Regions from separate parts of the Mus musculus genome. Here regions 1, 3, 4, 5 and 6 are each linked to region 2. The links are chromatin contacts, called in public HiCAR-type and promoter capture Hi-C maps. All regions are on one chromosome and are shown on one strand. The core of a region is the stretch at or near the end of the contact, and the rest is flanking DNA. Distances in the headings are between cores, read along the strand shown.

Region 1 (3,127 bases), core at 540-3,039, 1.4 Mb before region 2:
CTGGGTAAGGAGGGCACTGCTCCTCTTGGGATCCTAAGGATAGAGGAGTCCAGCATGGCTGGTGTTGGGCCCTGGCATCCTGCCCACCTGCTCAAGTCAGTTGGATTTCACCCAGCCCCGTGCCCCATGCCCCGTCCTGGAGATGGGACGTTGGTTTTGCAACAGCCTTGGCTGTGGCTCCTGGGAGAGACAGGAGGGGGAGCTTACCACAGAGTGGGGGCTGGGCCCCAGGTCCTGTTTCTATTATGGGAGAAGAGTACACCCCTTGTGTGGTTCCAGATTGTGCTGGTGGATCAACAAGCCAATTCCAGTATTTTAAAAGATTCATCCTTGTTCTTCTGTTACTCTAGAACCACTCCTGGTACCAACTTCTGTATTAGTCAGGGTTCTCTAGAGTCACAGAACTTATGGATAGTCTCTAGATAGTAAAGGAATTTATTGATGACTTACAGTCGGCAGCCCAATTCCCAACAATGGTTCAGTCGCAGCTGTGAATGGAAGTCCAAGGATCTAGCAGTTACTCAGTCTCACACAGCAACCACACTCAGGCAACTGCTGAGGACAGCACTTCCTTCTCATGGGTGCCAGGCTTGGATAAGGTCAGGCAGGACCGTGTGTCATGAGGAGCAAGCCATAAATTAGGGGCTGAGCTGGCTGCCATGTGCTGTCTAGTCCTGAACCCCAGGTTAAAAAGACCCACTGTCCTGGGAATAGATGTTCACACCCTTAGTCCCAGCACTGAGGAGGCAGAGGCAGGTGGATCTCTGTGAGTTCCAGGCAAGTCTGGCTACACACACACTCATGCACACATATATTCACACACACATGCACACACACAGAAACTCTTTTATAGGTATGTGTTGCTGTTATTACTATACCTGAGGTAAACTGAGGCAGAGAGATTGGCCTTCAGATATAAGTTGTAGATTAGGGCACCAAGTGGGCACGGAGGTGCTCACCATCATCCCAGCACTCACGAGGTGGAAGCAGGGGGATTAAGGGTTTGAGACTAGCCTGGGCTACGTGAGATTTTGTTTGTTTGTTTATATATTTATTTACTTATTTAATTTTGAGATAGGGTTTCTTTGTCTAGCCCTGGTTATCCTGGAACTAGATCTGTAGACCAGGCTGGCCTCAAACTCACAGAGCTCCACCTGCCTCTGCCTCTGCCTCGCTGGTACTGATTTTAAAGGTACATGCCACCACTACCTGGCCCTAAGTTTTTTTTGTTTTTTGTTTTTTTTTTGTTTTTTTGTTTTTGTTTTTCAAGACAGGGTTTCTCTGTATAGCCTTGGCCTGGAACTCACTTTGTAGACCAGGCTGGCCTCGAACTCAGAAATCTGCCTGCCTCTGCCTCCCGAGTGCTGGGATTAAAGGTGTGCGCTACCAAGCCCGGCTCTTTTTTTTTTTTTTTTTTTTTTTTTTTGAGATCCCATTTTTAAAAAAAAGAAAAGAAGGAGGCAGAGGCAGGTGGATTTCTGAGTTCGAGGCCAGCCTGATCTACAAAGTGAGTTTCAGGGCAGCCAGGGCTATACAGAGAAACCCTGTCTCGAAAAACCAAAAAGAAAAAAACCAAAAAAAAAAAAAAAAAGAAGATGGATGTCTGCTGAGTTTTCATTGGTATTCAGCAGCATGGATGATGCTGACATGGAGACCCTGAGGGGCACACATCTCTCCATGACACCCCCACTGTCGTGTCCCAGGGAGGAAGTAGGGCTGTGGCCAGGATGGGGCAATACAACGGCCTCTGGTTCCAGCTATAAGTATGGCTGTTAGGTAGGGATGTGGGGAGCCGCGAGAACACAGCCCACCATGGCCCTTGGCAGACTATCCAGCCGGACTCTGGCTGCCATGCTACTGGCATTGTTCCTGGGTGGTGAGTGCAAACAGACACATGTCCACCCTTCTGACCTCTGGTCCATCTCTTTCATCTACTTGCACATCTGCCAGGACCCCAGGAAAAGATGTGAAGGTTTATAATGGCAAAGCCACGATCAGGAAACTGGGTTTCTAAGGAAACTGGGGTTCTAAGCCTGAGGGTGGTTACTGTGAAGGCACTGGGTCTCAAGTCTAAGGGCAACCTGGGCTAGGTCCCTTGTCTTTTCTCTGCCTCAGTTTCCCTAGCCAGCCTTGTGAGTTCTCACTGAGGGCCCCAGCAGCTCAGGGCTCACTCTTCTTTGTGTGTTCTCAGGCCCAGCACTGGCCTCAGAGATTGTTGGTGGCCGGCCGGCCCGGCCCCATGCTTGGCCCTTCATGGCATCCCTGCAGAGGCGTGGAGGTCATTTCTGTGGTGCCACCCTCATTGCCAGGAACTTCGTCATGTCAGCAGCCCACTGTGTGAACGGCCTGTGAGTCCCCTTCCTTCCCCTCTTAGCCCTCAATGTCCATGCGGGTCAGACTGGGGTCAAGAGGTCAGGTGGGCATTCCCAATAATTCTCCTTCCCTCTCCATTGCCCTTAGAAATTTCCGGTCAGTGCAGGTAGTGCTGGGAGCCCATGACCTGCGGCGACAGGAGCGCACTCGACAGACCTTCTCTGTGCAGCGGATCTTCGAGAATGGCTTTGACCCATCACAACTGCTGAACGACATTGTGATTATCCAGGTGGGCCTGCCAGTTCAGGAACCTGAGCCTCGTGCAAAGGTCCCGAGGTCAGCTTAGGGAGAGTGCACTGCAGAACAGGCTGCAGGACAGGTACACACTGGGTCAACTGCAGTCATCACCCTCTGAGCCTGTTTCCAGCTCAGCACAGTGGAGAATTAACTATTCTGTGGGCTGAATGTTGAAGGCTTAAATGAGATAATATACAGAAAGCTCTGAGCAGTATTCAACCAACAAACTCTTATTTGTGCCTTTCCACACACTGACCCTGAAGCTTGGGGAACTCTTGGAAAATACTCACGTCTTCCTCTAGTTCTTAAATTTTTTCACCACTTGATGGTCAGGTACTAAGGAAAGTGGGGAGGGTTCTTATAAACTGTGCTCTGTGACTTCTTGGTGTTCTATGCCTCCCCCCCCCCCCCCCCCCCGTGTCTTCCACTGTAGCTCAATGGCTCCGCTACCATTAACGCCAACGTGCAGGTGGCCCAGCTGCCTGCCCAGGGCCAGGGCGTGGGTGACAGAACTCCA
Region 2 (3,110 bases), core at 16-2,515:
TGACTTTCCAGTTTCAGACTTTATTTTTGGTTTTTTGGTTTTTTTTTTTTTTTTGAACTTTGCTTCCTCTTAATTCGAGCACTCCTGACCTAGTTCCTTCCTGTGATGCCCAAAGAGATCTCAGCTTTTATCAGGTGTCCATATCGCTGGAGGAGTTGGTGACCCCATCTTAGTTCCTGCGGCAAGAAGACTTCAGATTCAGGCTTCTAACCCGCTTTCAGAAGGTGCTGTTACTGGGCTCCAGTGACCACACTTTGGAAGCCCAGGCTTAAGTCAAGTTCTGTCCACACCACACACCAAAGCGCTCTTTCTGATGCAATTGTCTTAACGGATGGTCCACGCCTGTCCTAGCAAGGAGGAAGCTCAGACTGGAGTGTCTGTCTCAAAAACACAACAAACAATATATATTACATACATCTTATTATTTTGCAATATGACATATGCTTATTTTTATTGATAACTTATGTTGTAAAGCGATAAAATGACAGTAGTAAAATACACTTCTAATATATGTAATAAATTTCTTTAACGCCCACACTCCTATAGCCCAGGTTGGTCTCTTTAAATCAATATATAGCTGAGGATAACTCAGACCCAGCACTGGGGAGGCAGAGGCAGGAGGATTTCTGAGTTCTTGGATCTCGTAGACTAGGCTGGCCTCAAACTTGGAGATGCACCTGCCTCTGCCTCCAGAGTGCTGGGATTAAAGCTGTGTGCCACCACTGCCCAGTTGTGGGTTTTTTGTTGGTTTTAGTTTTGGGGTTTTGTTTTTTCAAAGATAGGGTCCCACCTATGTAGCCCTGGCTAGGCTGGAACTTGCTATGTAGACCAGGCTAGTCTTAGATTAGCTTGCCTCTGCCTCCGTGTAGTGTCCGCCTAGGGTGCCCCTGAGCCTCATGTCTAGGCTCTGCCCCTTGATATCCGATTGGCTGTAGTAGACTCTAGACCACGCCCCATCTCGGTCCCCTGCAGACGCTCTGGTTTGTTTGAGCTGGTCTGTTCATCCCTCTATGGACGCTTGGAGGCGCTGGTGAGTCGTACTTCACTTTAGCTCCACCCCTGCTACCTAATTGGTCAGGTTCCTCACTTTGCTGAGGCCCCGCCTTCCGCCCCCATACCGCACGTGAACACGTTTCTTCCTGCACCGGACGCCGGAGGGCGCTCGCAACTCCCTTGAGTGTGTGCCGCCCTAAGCCCAGTCCTTATATCCAATTGGTTAGGAGCTTCGCGTCGACGCCAGGCTCCGCCCGGGCCCCGCCCCCTCCCTCCGCCCTGTAGTGCAGGCGGCGCTTGTTGTTCAGCGGCGGCGGCCGAGCTCGGGTGCATCCTCGGGCCCGCCGCCGCCGCCGGAGCGTTCGGCCATGGAGCTAGAGGTGCCGGACGAGGCGGAGAGCGCCGAAGCGGGGGCCGTGACGGCGGAAGCGGCCTGGTCTGCGGAGAGTGGGGCGGCGGCAGGTAATGCGATCCCCCTGGTCGTTGCGATGGGCTCGCCCCTCTCCCCCGCCGTGGCGCGTGGTCTCGACCGCCTGCTTCGCGCTGCGGTGCGGCCTGCCGGGCTGATCCATTCTCAAGCGCGGCACGGGGGTTCACGCGCTCTCCCATTGCGTGTGCGGGGGAGGGGGCATCAGCGTTCCGGCCGGGGAGGCTGCACCGCCCCACCCGGGGATGCGGGGCTTGCAGCGCTCGGCCCATTTTAGGGTCCTTGGGTGACACGGTGGAGCTGCAGGCGGGCGTGGGTGCGGCTCTTTATCCTGGCAGCGTGTGCATGCAGCGAGCCTCTTTTAGATGCATGCGGTAGCAGTGAAGCGGTCCTCCGGTTTGGAGATAGAGGGAACCCGTTTTCTTGCTGCAGGGGATAGAGACAAGCAAGTCATATCTGCCCCTTTGAGTGTGTGGCGAGTGGCTTCTCCACAGTGTGTGGGAATGCTGGAGCACCCTCATTCTAATGGGGGACCCCACTTGCGGACACTGCCTGGCAAAGAAGGGCGAGTGTGTCCTCCATGCGACCCCCTTTGCTGGGCTGTCAATCTTGCAACTGTCACCTTCTGGTCCCTCCCTGCTACACATCACTGATCACCGATATGTTGGCCTCAGTTTACCTCCCTCTAAAATTCGGGCTGGGGAAGGATAAAGGAATGATGTTGAGGTGTCTTCTCTGTCCTGGCTGGGTGAGCAGATGACCCGTCAATCCCCCAACCTCCCAGTCCCTTCTCCCTGGACCCTGTGGGGCCACCCAGCTTCCTGGTGTCCCCTTCCTTGTCAAGAGCAGCATCTCTGGGTTTGCAGTCTGTATGCAGGGCGGTCGGGATGCACAGCTGAAAGAGAACAGAACACTCCCTTCTCCATGGAGGTCACAGGAACTTTCTGGATTCACAGAACTCTAGGCTCCCTCAGTAGTGCTCTGTGGCTGACAGCTGAGTTAGGTCTCTGTGGGCTCACTTAGGCTTCCAAGGTTCTCCCTCGCTGTCCTCATGGAAGACCAGGAGGGAAGGAGGAGCCAGGGAGCCAGGGGTCTTCAACCCCAGGCGCTCAGCTTTTTTTTTCTATGCCATTGGGAACCTGGTAGCTAACCTGCTTCTAGCCTCCAGCCACCTGCCCTTCTGGGCTTGTCACCTGGTGTCCCATGCCATGCTGGAGAAATTGTGCAGGGGACAGCAGGGCCCTTAGTGGCCATAAACCTGATTGCTCCGGGCACTCAGTTCCCACGACAGAGTCCACAAACATTGTCCCTGTATGGAGCCTTTCGTCACAGGGGGGGGTAGGGGGGCCGACAAACTAGCTGGAGCAGACAGGGTCTGTCACCGAACTCTGGACAAACCTGTGCCTGACTGACCCCCAGGGGCTGTCTCTCCCGGAAGTTCCTTTTCCTGCCTAGAGTCCTGTTAGTCATCCACACAGAATCCCATAGCTGCTGGTGAGTCCCACCCTCCCGTCAGACTCCCTGCTGTGTCCCCACCTGTAAAATGGGGAAGCCATCTGGATCTGCTCTGACCTTGGGTTGTGAAGCACTGCCTTAAAGGAGTCAGTTGCATTTATTTACCACCAACTGCATACCTGCCTCCACGTGAACAGGGTGGGTGTCCAGTGTCGGTGTCTCCAGCCACACGGGG
Region 3 (3,024 bases), core at 393-2,892, 1.0 Mb before region 2:
CATGTATATGATTCTATTCAGTTTACAAATGGGGAAAATGAGACTCCTGCCCAGGCGTTACTGACTTTCTACCAAATGACAGCCACCTCCCATCCCTTAATGCCAAGCCAAGCGCTCTGGAAATAAGAGGCAGGGATAATGTGTGTGTGCGTGCTCATGTGTGTGTGTGTCTGCGAGTGTGTGTGCTCATGCAAATGTGCAGCATGAGCCATTGGTACCCATGCCTGGGACAACTTTCGGACTCCAGTTCTCTCCTGCCACCTTGTGGGATCTAGAGATCTAACTCAGGTCTAGCAGCAGTCAACTGCTTTTATCCACTGAACCAGTTCAGACCTTTATCATTCTCATTATCATGGTTGGCCTTGAGTTTGCTGTCTAGCCAAGGACTCCTAACTCTCCTGCCTCAACCTCCCCAGGGCTGGAATGACAGGCACGCCACACATGCCTTGTTTATGTGGTGCCGAGGTGGAACCAGGGTCTTCTGCGTGATAGGAGAGAGTGCTCACTAACCACCTACATTTATTCATTTTACTTTATTATTTTATGTGTGGGTGTTTTGACTGCATGCATGCCTGGTGCCTGGAGAGATCAAAAGAGCCATCAGAGACCCATGAATTGGAGTTTTAGAAGGTTATGGGATGCTGGGAATTGAATTCCCATTCTTTTGAAAGAGGAACCAATGCTCTGCTGAGCCATTTTAAAAAAATGTTACCTTTGGGAGGCAGAGGCAGGTGAATTTCTGAGTTCAAGGCCAGCCTGGTTTACAGAGTGAGTTCCAGGACAGCCAGGACTATACAGAGAAACCCTGTCTCGAAAAACCAAAAAAGAAAAAAAAAAAAAAGTTACTTAACAACATCATTACCAACAACAATAATAATTTTGGCTTTTTGAGAGGAAGAACTTGTCCTCGTACACATCCTCCTGCTTCTCTGGGGTGCTAGTCTGACAGGTGTGTAAACAATTCACCCCGATACTTTTACATTTCATAGTCAGTAATGGCTTTAGACCTATTAATTGGAAGAATGCAGGACTGATTGCTAATATGTAAATAGAACGTAAAAGTTCAACATTGGATTGGACTAATTCAAGACTGTGGTTCAAAACGAATCAAAAATCTCAAAAACGGAAGACAGGTTCATCAATGAGTTAAAAACACTTGCCGAAACCCGGGATCGAACCAGGGACCTTTAGATCTTCAGTCTAACGCTCTCCCAACTGAGCTATTTCGGCGACGCGCTGTTTGTCGGTAACACCCTCCCTCCGCCCCGTGCCATTGCTTTAGCGCGCAAGCGCACTTCACAATTTGTCTGTCAAACCTTGTAGGGTTATACTATAAGCAGCTGACTAATGTCGTCTCTGTGGCGCAATCGGTTAGCGCGTTCGGCTGTTAACCGAAAGGTTGGTGGTTCGAGCCCACCCAGGGACGACCACAGCGACTTTTTCATTCCCTAATACTGAATAAAGTGGAAGTTCTTTATTTTGTCGCTGTTTCCTGTTTGTCACAGGACGACCGTGGCGCACTCTGCGCGGACGCGACCACAGGTATAAAGCGGGTCAGAACCACTCGGCTTGTGGTGCGGGTTTCCGCTGGTGTCTATTTGGGCGTTGGACTAGAACCGGAACTCTTTGGAGGACGGACCGCAGAGGTTGTCTGAAGGCCGAGGCCAAGATGGCGGCGCTGGCGGGTGAGTGAAGCCCTTGCGGTCGGGAGAGTGGCGTAGTCCTGGGCTCCGAGCTGGCGCTGCGGGGACCTTGGAGCCCAAGCCTAGTGTTGAGAGGCGTTGGGACCGTAGAGACCTATAGGTCAGATCCCAGCCCTCGGTAATGTCGGTGTCTAGCATTAGGCCGAAGCATGTTTGAATTCACGTTACACAGTTCTGCATGGTCTACATAGCAAGTTGCAGGCCTCCTGCTATCGTCCCTGATTATAGTCGGGAACGCTGAGGCCTGTGTATCTTCCAACCTCAGGAAGCTGACTGCAGAAACCCGGCTGATGTCCCCGAAGCACAGAGTGGGACAGGGGAGAGGCCCAGGACACTTAGGCCACCCACCCGGTGGCTCTTTCCATCTCATCCCCAACCTGGACAGCTAGCAAGGGCCTCTAGAGCAGATGTCTTAGTTTCCCTGCCAAAGCTTTGGTGTCTTTCTCTTTATGTACAGGGATTAAACACCTGTGCAGTTTGGTAGACGTGAGCGACAGTTGCTAAGTGGAACCTCCCATCGCCTAGCAGGTTGCAGTGTTAACATAAGGAGTGGGAGAACTCAGGAAGTCGGGTCTAACTCCTTCTGTGTTTTGTTGTTGCTTTGAGACAGTGTCTGATGGGTCCTAGCTCAAACTCTATACTGTGGGTGATCTTGAAGGCTTCATCCGAATGCCTTCACTGCTAATGCTGGGATGGCAGGTGTGCACAGTCAAGCCCATTTATACAGCACCAGGGATGGAACTAAGAGCTTGGTGCATGCCAGGCAGGGACTCTGCCAACACAACTCCAGCCCCAAATGCCTGCTTTGGAGACAGGATCTCATGTATAAGAGGCTGACTTTGAACTCCTGATCCTCCAGGCTCTGACCCCAAATACTAGGATGACAGACTTACTACTATACCCAACATTATTTTTTCTTTTAAAGATAGGGTCTTCCTGTGTGGCCTAGAGTCATATCAAACTCATGTTCCTGCTACAGTCTCTCATTGCTGGGGTTACAGACCCCACCACTGTACCCAGCCCAGCTGTGATGTAGCCCCCTTGAAGAGTGGAGGGCTTGGTGATTCGTGGTGTTGACTGCTGGCGCCTGAATTCACTCAGGCTCAGCTGTGATCTTGCTGGTGACAGTTAATAGACCTTACTGTGGTCCTATTTGAAGGAGAAACTAACACCTTAGAGACAACAAGGAGGATGTTTGCTGTAAGGCATTGTACTGTACAGCTGTGATCCCATCCCTTGGGACGCTGAGGCAGGATGAGCCTAGCCTGGGCTATACTGGATCCCTGCTTCAAAAGAAGGGCACTAAGATTTCTGGGAGTTC
Region 4 (3,095 bases), core at 11-2,510, 1.2 Mb before region 2:
CTGTGGCCTGCATGCCAGTCCCACTTAGCTCCTGGCCTTTCAAATAGCTTTGGTGGGAGGGTAAGGACCTTGGGCTACTGTGTCTCCTGTAGCAATTGAGAGTTCTAATAGCAGTGCCCGCTGGGTGCCAGGTGGAATCCACAAGGACAGGTATACACCTGATGTCCAGTATGGGCCTTGGCCACAGCCCTTTCTAAGGTTTAAAGCATCCCTATGTGGGAATAGTGTCTTCTACTCTGTCACGTGGAGCCCTTGTCTAGACTGTCCCACAGGCTGGGCTCCTGGCTGAGAGCTGGTTTCTCTGCTGGGGAGAAGATGTACTTAGGTGCTGGTTGCATGAGGGACCCTTAAGGCTGCTGTGGTTTGAAGGAAGGCAAGGGTCTGGGGACACTGGTTGGCCATGGAGCCCATTTGTCAAATGGGGTAGTGTTGCACAGAGTGAAGTGACCGTGCTCTGAGGATAGCCTGATCCCTCTGTACTTGGCATGAGGGTCGGACTCTGCAGCAACAGGACAGGGGCTTTCTACTCAGTGCCTTGTGTGGAGGAGGGGACAGATGCTTTCTCAGAGTCCACCTGACCTCAAGCCTCAGTCCCATGCAGAGTGAGCCAGAGTGGGTGCTGCTAGTGTGGCCAAGTCAGAGGGTTTGGGAGAGAAATTCTGGATCCAGGAGCGTGGGCAGTGGGCTGTGTGCTGGGTTCCACAGCCGCATTGCCAAGCACTGGACTGTGGAGTTACATGTAGACACTGACCTCTGGAGCCTGGGAAGCTTCAGGAGAGGCCATCTTTTGTCCCACTGCGAGGGCAGGCCAACAGAGCAAGCTGGTCTGCAGCCCTCAGCTGGATGATCTCCTTCCCGGTGCTCATCGCAGCTAGTAGCTCCCAGGCCGAATGCTTCATCTCCTTGTGCCTGTACTGAGGGTCTAGAGCCTCTCCCTTGGAGAGCTCTGTGAGCTGGTGCTGGGCTGCCCAGGCTAGACAGGCAGGTGAGCGTGGGCATGCTGCAGGAGGGCCAGGGCATAGCACTGTGAAGGCAGTGGGCCTGCTTGCCTTTGGAGCTACTGAGGGGTGGGTGGCACCAGAGGCTAGAGCACCTCCGACCAGCCTCTGTCACAGTTGGGGCTGGCTGGGCCCTGGGGCTTTGAGCTACCTGCCCCTTGGCTCAAGCTATGCTTGCCATCTTCCCGTAGGACAGGTCCTGGAAGAGGAAGTGGGTCAGAATGGACAGAGCCACAGTTTGCCCAAGGCTGTTTGTGTGAATGGCACAGAGCCCCAGCTCAGCAGCAAGGTGAAGCCAGAAGGCCGACCTGGCACCGCCAACCCTGCGCGCAAGGTGTGCTCCAGCAACAAGATCCGCCGGCTCTCGGCCTGCAAGCAGCAGTGACTGAGGCCTACAGGTGGGCATGGGCCTGGGTCCAGCCATCCCTGGTGTTCACAGTGGGTGTCTGCTGGGCTCCTAGCTCCTTCCCGTAGGGCAGTGCTGCAAGGGGGAAGGTCTGGTGGTTGAGGTGGTACTAAGTGACCACCCATTCTACCAACAGTGTGTCATCAGGATCTCTGGGCAGGTGTCCCTGCAAGGCTGGGTTTTCCAGGCCTGCCTGTCCACTCACTTCGGGACGTTGGAGCCGAGGGCGGACCTGCTGCCCCAGAAGCACTTTATGTCGAGACCACTGGCCGGCCTTGCCTGCATGCCGCCCTGCGAGCCTCGCTGTCTTTGGGTTGGTTTCTTTTTTTTTAATAAAACAGGTGGATTTGAGCTATGGCTATGAGGGTGTTTGGAAATATGGAGCAGGCGGGGCACAGGGTGGCCTGCAGAGAAAACCCAGAGCAAACAAATATGCAGAGACATTTATGATTAACCAGACAACACGACCAACCACAGAGGGCGCAGGGCAGGGAGTGGGCAGGCACTCACAGCGAGTCTGCCCTATCTTTTGGCAATAAATAAAGCTTGGGAAACTTGAAGCTGCCACCTGGGCTGTTCTGTCCGTTGTGTCCAAAGCCCAAGGCTCTCGGGGAGGAATGAGACGGGGAGCCTGTGCACATGCAGAGAGCAGGCGCGGTCGGTTATTGCTCAGAGAGGAAAGGTAGAGCGCATACCATGGACAGGGTAAATCAACTCAGAATATGGGGCGGCGAGCTCCTCTCTGATCCTCAGTGCCCCACAGTCACTTCACCTCCAGTAGGTTCGCTCACACAGTGGCAGGCAGTGTTACTGCCTGCCAGTGCTCACGAGTGGAGGGTCAGCTGATCCTGGAGGGAGGCTGCACATGCACCTCAGAACCTGCTCCACCAGCATCTGTGGCCAGAGGCTGGGTGCTGGGGTCAACCATATATGGACCGGAGAGTCCAGTCTCGTCATCCTCCCTGCAGTTGAGCCTGGGTCCTGGAGCCTCTTGCTTCCGGAGGCCACTGCGCTAAGTGCCCAGGGGACACTATATGTGCACACTTGGGATTTGGGGGCCGTGTACCCATGCACGGCCACCTCAGGTTGCTCCCGCTGTTGCCACCATTCCCACAGCAGCCCCATGTGCTGCCGGAGAAGCAGCAGAGAGGCAGGTCCAGTACAGAGCTTAGGCCGGGCTGTGGTCAGGGGATGTAGGGGCAGCAGCAGCGACAATCAGCACCTGGGATGAGGCAACTGGCTCAGCAAGACGGGGAGAGAAGAGTCTCTCGTCGAGGCTGGCTGCTAGCTTGTCTAGCAGGGCCCCGGCGGGCTCAACGCACAACCCAGAGCCTGGGCAACCACCGCCTCCACCGCCAGGCTCCTCCTCGATGACAGGAATGGATGGGTCATCACCCGTGATGGGCAGCGCACGGCCTTCAGGAGGACAATCAACGCTGTCCCCACGGCGTAATGGCGCACGTGTAGGGCGGGCCACTCCAGGGGGCGTGGCTGCACGTGCACCACCGGGGTCGCTGTGCTGCCGTCCTCTCTGTTGCCATTGCTTCCGCGCATGAGTGTGAGGATGTGCACGTGTGCGGTGACGCGGTGCATCGTCAAAATGAGGGTCATGGCGCAGGAACTCATGGAAAAGAGCGTCCGTCTTCTCGTCGATGCTGTAATCGCGGCGCGGCCTGCGTGGCCAGGCTCGC
Region 5 (3,052 bases), core at 68-2,567, 1.0 Mb before region 2:
TACCTCTCCTCTCTCTTTAAAGACAGGGATGGTCTTTCTATGCATCCCTGGCTGGCCTGGAATTCACAGACCGCTCTGCCTTCTGTGTGCTACACGTGCCTCTGCTGGACTTTGCTACTTCGTGGGCTTCTTTTTCTTCCATCCTTCTCCACCTTTTTCCTCCTAGCCTTCCAACCCCCAACACTAGATAAGAGAGAAAATGTTGGAGCTGGGCGTGGTGGTGCACACCTTTAATCCCAGCATTTGGGAGGCAGAGGCAGGCGGATTTCTGAGTTCAAGGCCAGCCTGGTCTACAGATTGAGTTCCAGGACAGCCAGGGCTACACAGAGAAACCCTGTCTTGAAAAACAAAACAAAACAAAACAAAAATAGAAAATGCGGCTTCCTTTCCAACATTCATTCATATTCTCTCTCTCTCTCTCTCTCTCTCTCTCTCTCTCTGGTTTTTCGTTTTTTGAGATAGGGTTTCTCTGTGTAGCCCAAGAGCTGGGATTAAAGACAAAGACTTGCCGGGCGTGGTGGCACACGCCTTTAATCCCAGCACTTGGGAGGCAGAGGCAGGTGGATTTCTGAGTTAGAGGCCAGCCTGGTCTACAAAGTGAGTTCCAGGACAGCCAGGGCTATACAGAGAAACCCTGTCTCGAAAAAACAAAACAAAAAAAAGACAAAGACTTGTGCCATCACACCTGGCTTCTATTTTATTATAAAACGAAACACTCACTGGGTCAGGGAGTCTAAAGCCAAGTCCCAGGATGGTGGAAAGAGAGCACTGATCTCTCCAAGTTGTCTTCTAATTAACCACTCACTTTTGAGGTGGTAGGCTCACACATCCCACAAGAAAAGCAGACAGCCTGGAGGTGGTAGCTCACGCCTTTAATCCCAGCACTTGGGATTAGCCTCTGGCCAGCCTGTTCTACAGAGCGAGTTTCAGGACAGCCAGGCCTACACAGAGTCCCTGTCTTGAACCTCCGTCTCCCCCAAAAATGTATGTATATATTTTGCTATTAGGAATCATAATTGTAAATATCTGATATGCAGGATATCTGATATGCCACCTCCAAAGAGGCTGTGACCCACGGGTTGAGAATCACTGCTTGAGACCTTGTACATGAGAGAGGCAGAAACACAGAGACAGAGAAGACAAAGAAAACCAGGGACAGAGAGACAGACACACTAACAAAAACCCCAAAGGGAGCCACGCCCCTCCGGAGGGTAGCGGCGCTTTTGCTCTGGCCTCCGGACAGCGGGGGGCAATGGCGAGTATCCGCAGAGCGGAAGCTGTTGAGCGGTGGAGGCGGGCCCTCCCGGCAGAGCTCGCGATAACTGCGCAAGCGCAGCCCGTACTTCCTTTTCCGAGTAACCGCCAAGATGGTGAGTATTCGTGCACGGCGGTCTGTGCTCCCGGGTATCCGTCGCCATCCTCCCGGGGCCCTTTCGCAAGACTCTGGACTCGCTGCCTGGGGATGTAGCGATGTGCTCGGGTGCCCGGAGACTGCGGATGGCGGGTGCGGAAGGGCCCGGATGGCTGCGGGCGGCCGCGGGGCTGTGTGTCCCCTCGCCCGTCCGCCGTAGCTTAGAGGAGCGCGGCTCGCGCAGCTCAGGTCCCTGGGCTCCCGGGTAAGGTTGCCGAGCCCCTGCTAACCCCGACTCGCGCTCACGCAGGCCGAAGTGGAGCAGAAGAAGAAGCGCACCTTCCGCAAGTTCACCTACCGTGGCGTAGACCTCGACCAACTGCTCGACATGTCCTAGTAAGAGGCCCCGTCACCTTAGTCCCGCCGGGTCGCTGGCCCGTTTGTACATTTTCCTTTTCTGTGGGTGGTGCTGGAAATAGAGCCAGAACCTTTGCACATGTCACATGGGAGAGGCAAGGAAGGGTCTCGAGTGCCGGGCAATGGTGGCGCACGACTTAATCCCAGCACTTGGGAGGCAGAGGCAGGGGAATTCTGAGTTCGAGGCCAGCCTGGTCTGCAGAGCGAGTTCCAGGACAGCCAGGGCTACACAGAGAAACTCTTGAGTCGGAAAAAAAAAAAGGGACCCGTGTAGCCCAGGCTCTCCTCGAACTCCTGATCCTCTCAACCTCCCTAATGTTTGGGTCACCATCACGGTGCAGAGCATCAAACTCGGGGCGTCCTAGCCTCCTAGGCAAGCGCTCTAGATTGTGACCTCAACTCGGCCCCTGCTACAGTTGTGCAGTGTTCGACAGTCTTATGTAGACAGAACTACCTTGCCTCAGTCTCCCGCTGACTGGGCTCACAGGCCTCCCTGTGACCTTGGGGAAAATCAACCACGGATAGGTAATTTGTCTGGGTGGGCTGTCAAAGGAAAAGGTTTGATCTCGGCTTACGTCACTGCCTGTGGAAGCTGGTGGATTCATTTTAGAGGGTTGTGCCCTGAAGGTTGACGGCAGTGCTATGGAGGACTTGTCTTTAGTGAGCTCCCGGCATGTTCCTTTCTGGGTGTGAAAGAAATGGAGCAGTGCTGGCGCAGCATGCTGTCCCCGGGTCTCCAAACCACCCCCTTCTCCCACAGTGAGCAACTGATGCAGCTGTACAGCGCCCGCCAGAGGAGGCGCCTGAACCGTGGTCTTCGGCGGAAGCAACACTCACTGCTCAAGCGCTTGAGAAAGGCCAAAAAGGAGGCACCACCCATGGAGAAGCCTGAGGTGGTGAAGACGCACCTGAGGGACATGATCATCCTGCCGGAGATGGTGGGTAGCATGGTGGGCGTGTACAACGGCAAGACCTTCAACCAGGTGGAGATCAAAGTGAGTTGTGGTCCGGGAGTGGCTGGGTGGGTGGCTTTTCTCTGTGCCAAAGCTGCTCACACCACTCTGCTTCCTCCTCTCAACCTGCAGCCAGAGATGATCGGCCACTACCTGGGCGAGTTCTCCATCACCTACAAACCCGTGAAGCACGGCCGGCCCGGGATCGGTGCCACCCACTCCTCCCGATTCATCCCCCTCAAGTAGCCGAGGCCAATAAAGACTGGTTTTGGTCCCTGGATTCTGGGTTTTTGTTTTTTTTCTGGGGATTGGGTTGGTCCCTGTGTGTGGA
Region 6 (3,044 bases), core at 83-2,582, 1.5 Mb before region 2:
AGATCTTGTTTCGGATGGTTGTAAGCCACCATGTGGTTGCTGGGATTTGAACTCCTGACCTTCAGAAGAGCAGTCGGGTGCTCTTACCCACTGAGCCATCTCACCAGCCCTAAATCTTAACTCACTTGCTTAGGAGACAAAGATAGTGTCCTGAATCCCCAGAGCATACAGTAAGAACTCAGTCATTCTCTTTTGACTGAAAAGACAGTGGTCCAGGAACATGGAAGATACCAGCTGTCAGTCTGAGCATCTAATAATGCAGGCTCAGCAAAATATAGCATTCAGCCTGTCTTTGTCAGTAAAGTTTTATTGACACACAGCATAGAGCCCATCAATGTTGATAAAGTTTTATTGACACAGAACCACTTCACAGATCTCCTCCAGCTCCTCTGGTGTTCATGATAAGTGTACTGTCCTTGCAACACAAACCACCTGGCCAACAATGCTGGCAGTGTTTACTATCTGGCCTTTTATCTGAAAAGTTCGCCTGACCCTCAGTGTGTCCAGGTGAGACGACACCGTTAGCCCTCTAGCATCTGAGGAGGTGGGATGGGCAGAGAGGTGAAAAGGCTGAGAAACAGACACAGAATCACACACCACTATACCGGTGAGCCCAGATCCAAACCCAGGGAAGATAGGTGTGGTGGTGCAGGCCTGGCTAAGGCAGTGGGTACTTTCAGGACAGCCTAGTCTACATATTAGTCTACATAATTTCAAAAGAAGTCCAAGGGAAAGTGGGTGGCTTGGCAGGAAGGCAGTGGAAGATGTCCTGGGACCTCCACGTGCACACAAAGTGAGCATACAGTCTCCAAAACCAAACCAAAGGACAACGACTCTATCAGAGAAGCGAATTTTGTGACTCACTCTCCCTGCGCTGCCCCAAGGCCCAGTGAGTGTCTAAGGCCAAGGAGCTGCAGTCCAGGCAGAAAGTCACATGGTGCACTCTCTGAGGGAGACAGGCCCTATGTCTTTCTTACTGTGGCTCTCCAGTGCCCTGGGAACAAAGTCTAAGTTCACCCAATACCCCTTTGCTCAGTCTGGCAGCATCACAGGGCTGACTAAACTCCTGAGTTCAGTAAACCATATCCAGCCATTGGCCCAGGCTGGGCCTCGTGCAGGAACTGAACCCCCTCAAGAGCTGCTGCTGTGGCTCTCTCGCGGGTCGGGGGTCCGACTTGGGGCCCTAAACTATATCAGGACTCCTTTCATTCCATGGAGAACTCAGGGTGACTGGGTCCGGGATCTCTGCGACGTTTTGGGGTGCAGCTGCGCGGTGCGGAGCGTCTGCGGCCAGCAGGAGGCGCGCGCGGGCGCGAGGGATACAGGGAACGCGCAGAGGCGGCGCGCACACGAGCCCACCCGGCCGCGCCCGGACAATACCCGGCGCGCTGGGGACGATGCCCGCCCCGGTGCCGCCCCCGCGCCGCACAGCCCCGGCCGCCAGGCCCTAGAGTCGGCCCTGCCCCGCGCTGCACCGCCCACGGACCTCGCGGGAGATGGAGTGAGTACCCGGCCGCGCGCGCTCTGACGCCCCAGGCCCCCAACGGGGAACCTAGAGGCGACGCGGGGAGACCGTGCCCAGCTGCAAAAGGGAAGGATCGAGCTGGGCCGCGCACTCCAGGCCTGGTCCCCAATCAAGCTGGAGGGGGGGGCACCTGGGTTGCACCACACATCTCTTGCAGGATGCAAAGGAGAGAGGCCCACGCGCGCGCAAGACCCTTTATCCAAGCTGGGCCACCTGTGGGTGGGCGCCCCCCCCCCAAGAGGCTGCGGGACTTCGGAAGTAATGGGACCCTTACTCAAGAGGCTGGGTGCTCCCCGCTTCCCCTCCCCCAGCTTCGGCTTGCTGCTCCTGGCGCTTCTGTCGGTCCTTCCTGCGCTCTGCCCTCCTCGTGGCCTCTTCTGGGTCCGCAGCCTCTTGGCCAAACCAATTCCGACCCCTTAGATGTCCTGAGTTGCCACTGGCTGGAGAGGTAGATTTCTGTGGAGAGCTAGGCGGGCGGTTCCCTGACAGAAGCTTTAATCAGATTTCCCCCTTTCCCTCTAAGAGTATCCCCTCCCCCTTCCCAGAAAAAGCGGGGACCAGATGGTGTGACTCAAAGGAGTGGCTGACTGAGGTTGAAAATGATGGTGGAACCCAGTCCCCAAACCTAGTCTGAGTGAGCTGGGGTCTGTTTGTGTGGGTTTGCGAAGCGATGGGCAGTGGAAGATTTCATACGCACCGGGGCCCGTTCAGGCATGCAGCCCGCTCTGGGCAACGTGAGGGTGTCCCCCAAGCCCCTTACTCCCACAGGTGGGAAAGATAGGTGGTCTAGGGGTGCTTGACAAGCCTGGTGGTAGGAAAACATCTTCTAGGTCACAAATCTGCCTGCTTGGTGTCTTGGGGCATCCCACACAGGGAGCCTGTCCTTACCGAAGCCAGGGCTGGGACAGAGCAGTCTGGCCAGCCCGACTTGGCTGGTGACCGCTCCCCCTGCCCTTCCCTCTCTGGGTGTGTTTTGTGCAAGACAACTTTCCTCTTGGGATTAACCCGTGACCCGCCACACCCTCCGATGGGTGGGAGCTGTCACATCCTTCCCTGGCCAAGAAGGCTGACACCCAGCCCTGGCGTCCTTTACTTCAGAAAGCCCAGACAAAGGCCTGGCTGCTCCTCCGCCCTGCCCCGGGAGCCCAGCCAGGGGCTCAGGGGAGCCAGGGCCTGCACTTGCCTGCCCCACATCCCCTGGCTTGTTTATCTGTTCTGCTGGCCTGGCCCAAGAGAGCCTCTGACAGTGGGGGGCCAGGCCCGGGTGTGGGGTGTGGCTGTGGTCAGTGGGCAGGTGACAGAACCTCCCACCCAGAACAGCAGATGAAAGGGTTGTTTCTGGTTAGGCCCCCTATTGTTTCCTGTTCTTCTAGCCTTTTTTCCCACTGGGGATCCTAAGGCTCAGAGGGGACTAGATGATAGCCCAGAGCCACACAGCATACCCAGAGGCCCTTAGCACCTGCTGAAAGGCTCTCCCTGGGTGGCAGTCTATCTCTTACAGTAGCTGAGAATGAGAGAA

Evidence for each region. Promoter capture Hi-C pulls out the DNA fragments that hold promoters and counts their contacts. HiCAR-type assays count read pairs that join an accessible place to other places.
Region 1: a contact with region 2 is called in a promoter capture Hi-C map of neutrophils, with 5 times the contacts expected there. The contact joins the promoter of Elane here to the promoter of Pip5k1c in region 2. A contact is called at or near these places in 7 of 39 promoter capture datasets (the C10 cell line, embryonic stem cells, hematopoietic stem and progenitor cells and 3 more), 2 of 115 datasets of contacts at active chromatin or transcription factors (embryonic forebrain and microglia) and 2 of 9 other capture datasets (adipose tissue and liver).
Region 3: a contact with region 2 is called in a promoter capture Hi-C map of neutrophils, with 5 times the contacts expected there. The contact joins the promoter of Ndufs7 here to the promoter of Pip5k1c in region 2. A contact is called at or near these places in 5 of 39 promoter capture datasets (cranial neural crest, liver, neutrophils and 1 more), 1 of 115 datasets of contacts at active chromatin or transcription factors (pancreatic cancer cells) and 1 of 9 other capture datasets (liver).
Region 4: a promoter capture Hi-C map of liver shows a contact between it and region 2, with 8 times the contacts expected there. The contact joins the enhancer-like site here to the promoter of Pip5k1c in region 2. A contact is called at or near these places in 4 of 39 promoter capture datasets (hippocampal neurons, liver and pre-B cells), 2 of 115 datasets of contacts at active chromatin or transcription factors (astrocytes and double positive thymocytes) and 1 of 9 other capture datasets (pancreatic islet).
Region 5: a contact with region 2 is called in a promoter capture Hi-C map of liver, with 2.7 times the contacts expected there. The contact joins the promoter of Rps15 here to the promoter of Pip5k1c in region 2. A contact is called at or near these places in 4 of 39 promoter capture datasets (the C10 cell line, cranial neural crest, hippocampal neurons and 1 more), 1 of 484 Hi-C or Micro-C datasets (B cells), 2 of 115 datasets of contacts at active chromatin or transcription factors (bone marrow-derived macrophages and pancreatic cancer cells) and 1 of 9 other capture datasets (liver).
Region 6: a HiCAR-type map of astrocytes shows a contact between it and region 2, with 4 times the contacts expected there. The contact joins the promoter of Palm here to the promoter of Pip5k1c in region 2. A contact is called at or near these places in 6 of 39 promoter capture datasets (cranial neural crest, hematopoietic stem and progenitor cells, hippocampal neurons and 3 more), 3 of 115 datasets of contacts at active chromatin or transcription factors (astrocytes, embryonic stem cells and pancreatic cancer cells) and 1 of 9 other capture datasets (liver).

What each region holds. Positions count from the first base shown.
Region 1 is chr10:79,884,523-79,887,649 of GRCm38.p6, forward strand. It overlaps Elane (elastase, neutrophil expressed), which reads left to right and starts at 1,790. Exons shown (of 5, transcript NM_015779.2): 1 at 1,790-1,876; 2 at 2,192-2,348; 3 at 2,461-2,602; 4 at 3,044-3,127. The coding sequence starts at 1,813.
Region 2 is chr10:81,291,698-81,294,807 of GRCm38.p6, forward strand. It overlaps Pip5k1c (phosphatidylinositol-4-phosphate 5-kinase, type 1 gamma), which reads left to right and starts at 1,266. Exons shown (of 18, transcript NM_008844.3): 1 at 1,266-1,455. The coding sequence starts at 1,362.
Region 3 is chr10:80,247,807-80,250,830 of GRCm38.p6, forward strand. Ndufs7 (NADH:ubiquinone oxidoreductase core subunit S7) reads left to right here and starts at 1,643. Exons shown (of 8, transcript NM_029272.4): 1 at 1,643-1,685. The coding sequence starts at 1,670. It overlaps n-TFgaa3 (a tRNA gene), which reads right to left and starts at 1,230; the gene lies at 1,158-1,230. n-TNgtt7 (a tRNA gene) reads left to right here and starts at 1,353; the gene lies at 1,353-1,426.
Region 4 is chr10:80,128,716-80,131,810 of GRCm38.p6, forward strand. It overlaps Stk11 (serine/threonine kinase 11), which reads left to right. Exons shown (of 10, transcript NM_011492.5): 9 at 1,190-1,396; 10 at 1,541-1,964. The coding sequence ends at 1,383. Cbarp (calcium channel, voltage-dependent, beta subunit associated regulatory protein) reads right to left here. Exons shown (of 9, transcript NM_001195268.1): 9 at 1,719-3,095. The coding sequence ends at 2,573. Among named protein-coding and RNA genes, the nearest start is that of Cbarp, 7.1 kb to the right of the region's middle. Within about 2 kb of position 1,261, at least 5 of the 459 cell types and tissues checked have an H3K27ac peak or open chromatin away from gene starts, as enhancers often do. A contact at or near this core is called in liver, where this site is marked.
Region 5 is chr10:80,291,114-80,294,165 of GRCm38.p6, forward strand. It overlaps Rps15 (ribosomal protein S15), which reads left to right and starts at 1,318. Exons shown (of 4, transcript NM_009091.2): 1 at 1,318-1,370; 2 at 1,662-1,747; 3 at 2,529-2,763; 4 at 2,854-3,001. The coding sequence starts at 1,368. The coding sequence ends at 2,967. Gm30682 (a long non-coding RNA gene) reads right to left here. Exons shown (of 3, transcript XR_871874.3): 3 at 3,022-3,052.
Region 6 is chr10:79,792,240-79,795,283 of GRCm38.p6, forward strand. Palm (paralemmin) reads left to right here and starts at 1,333. Exons shown (of 9, transcript NM_023128.4): 1 at 1,333-1,501. The coding sequence starts at 1,497. It also overlaps a transcript of Prss57 not described here.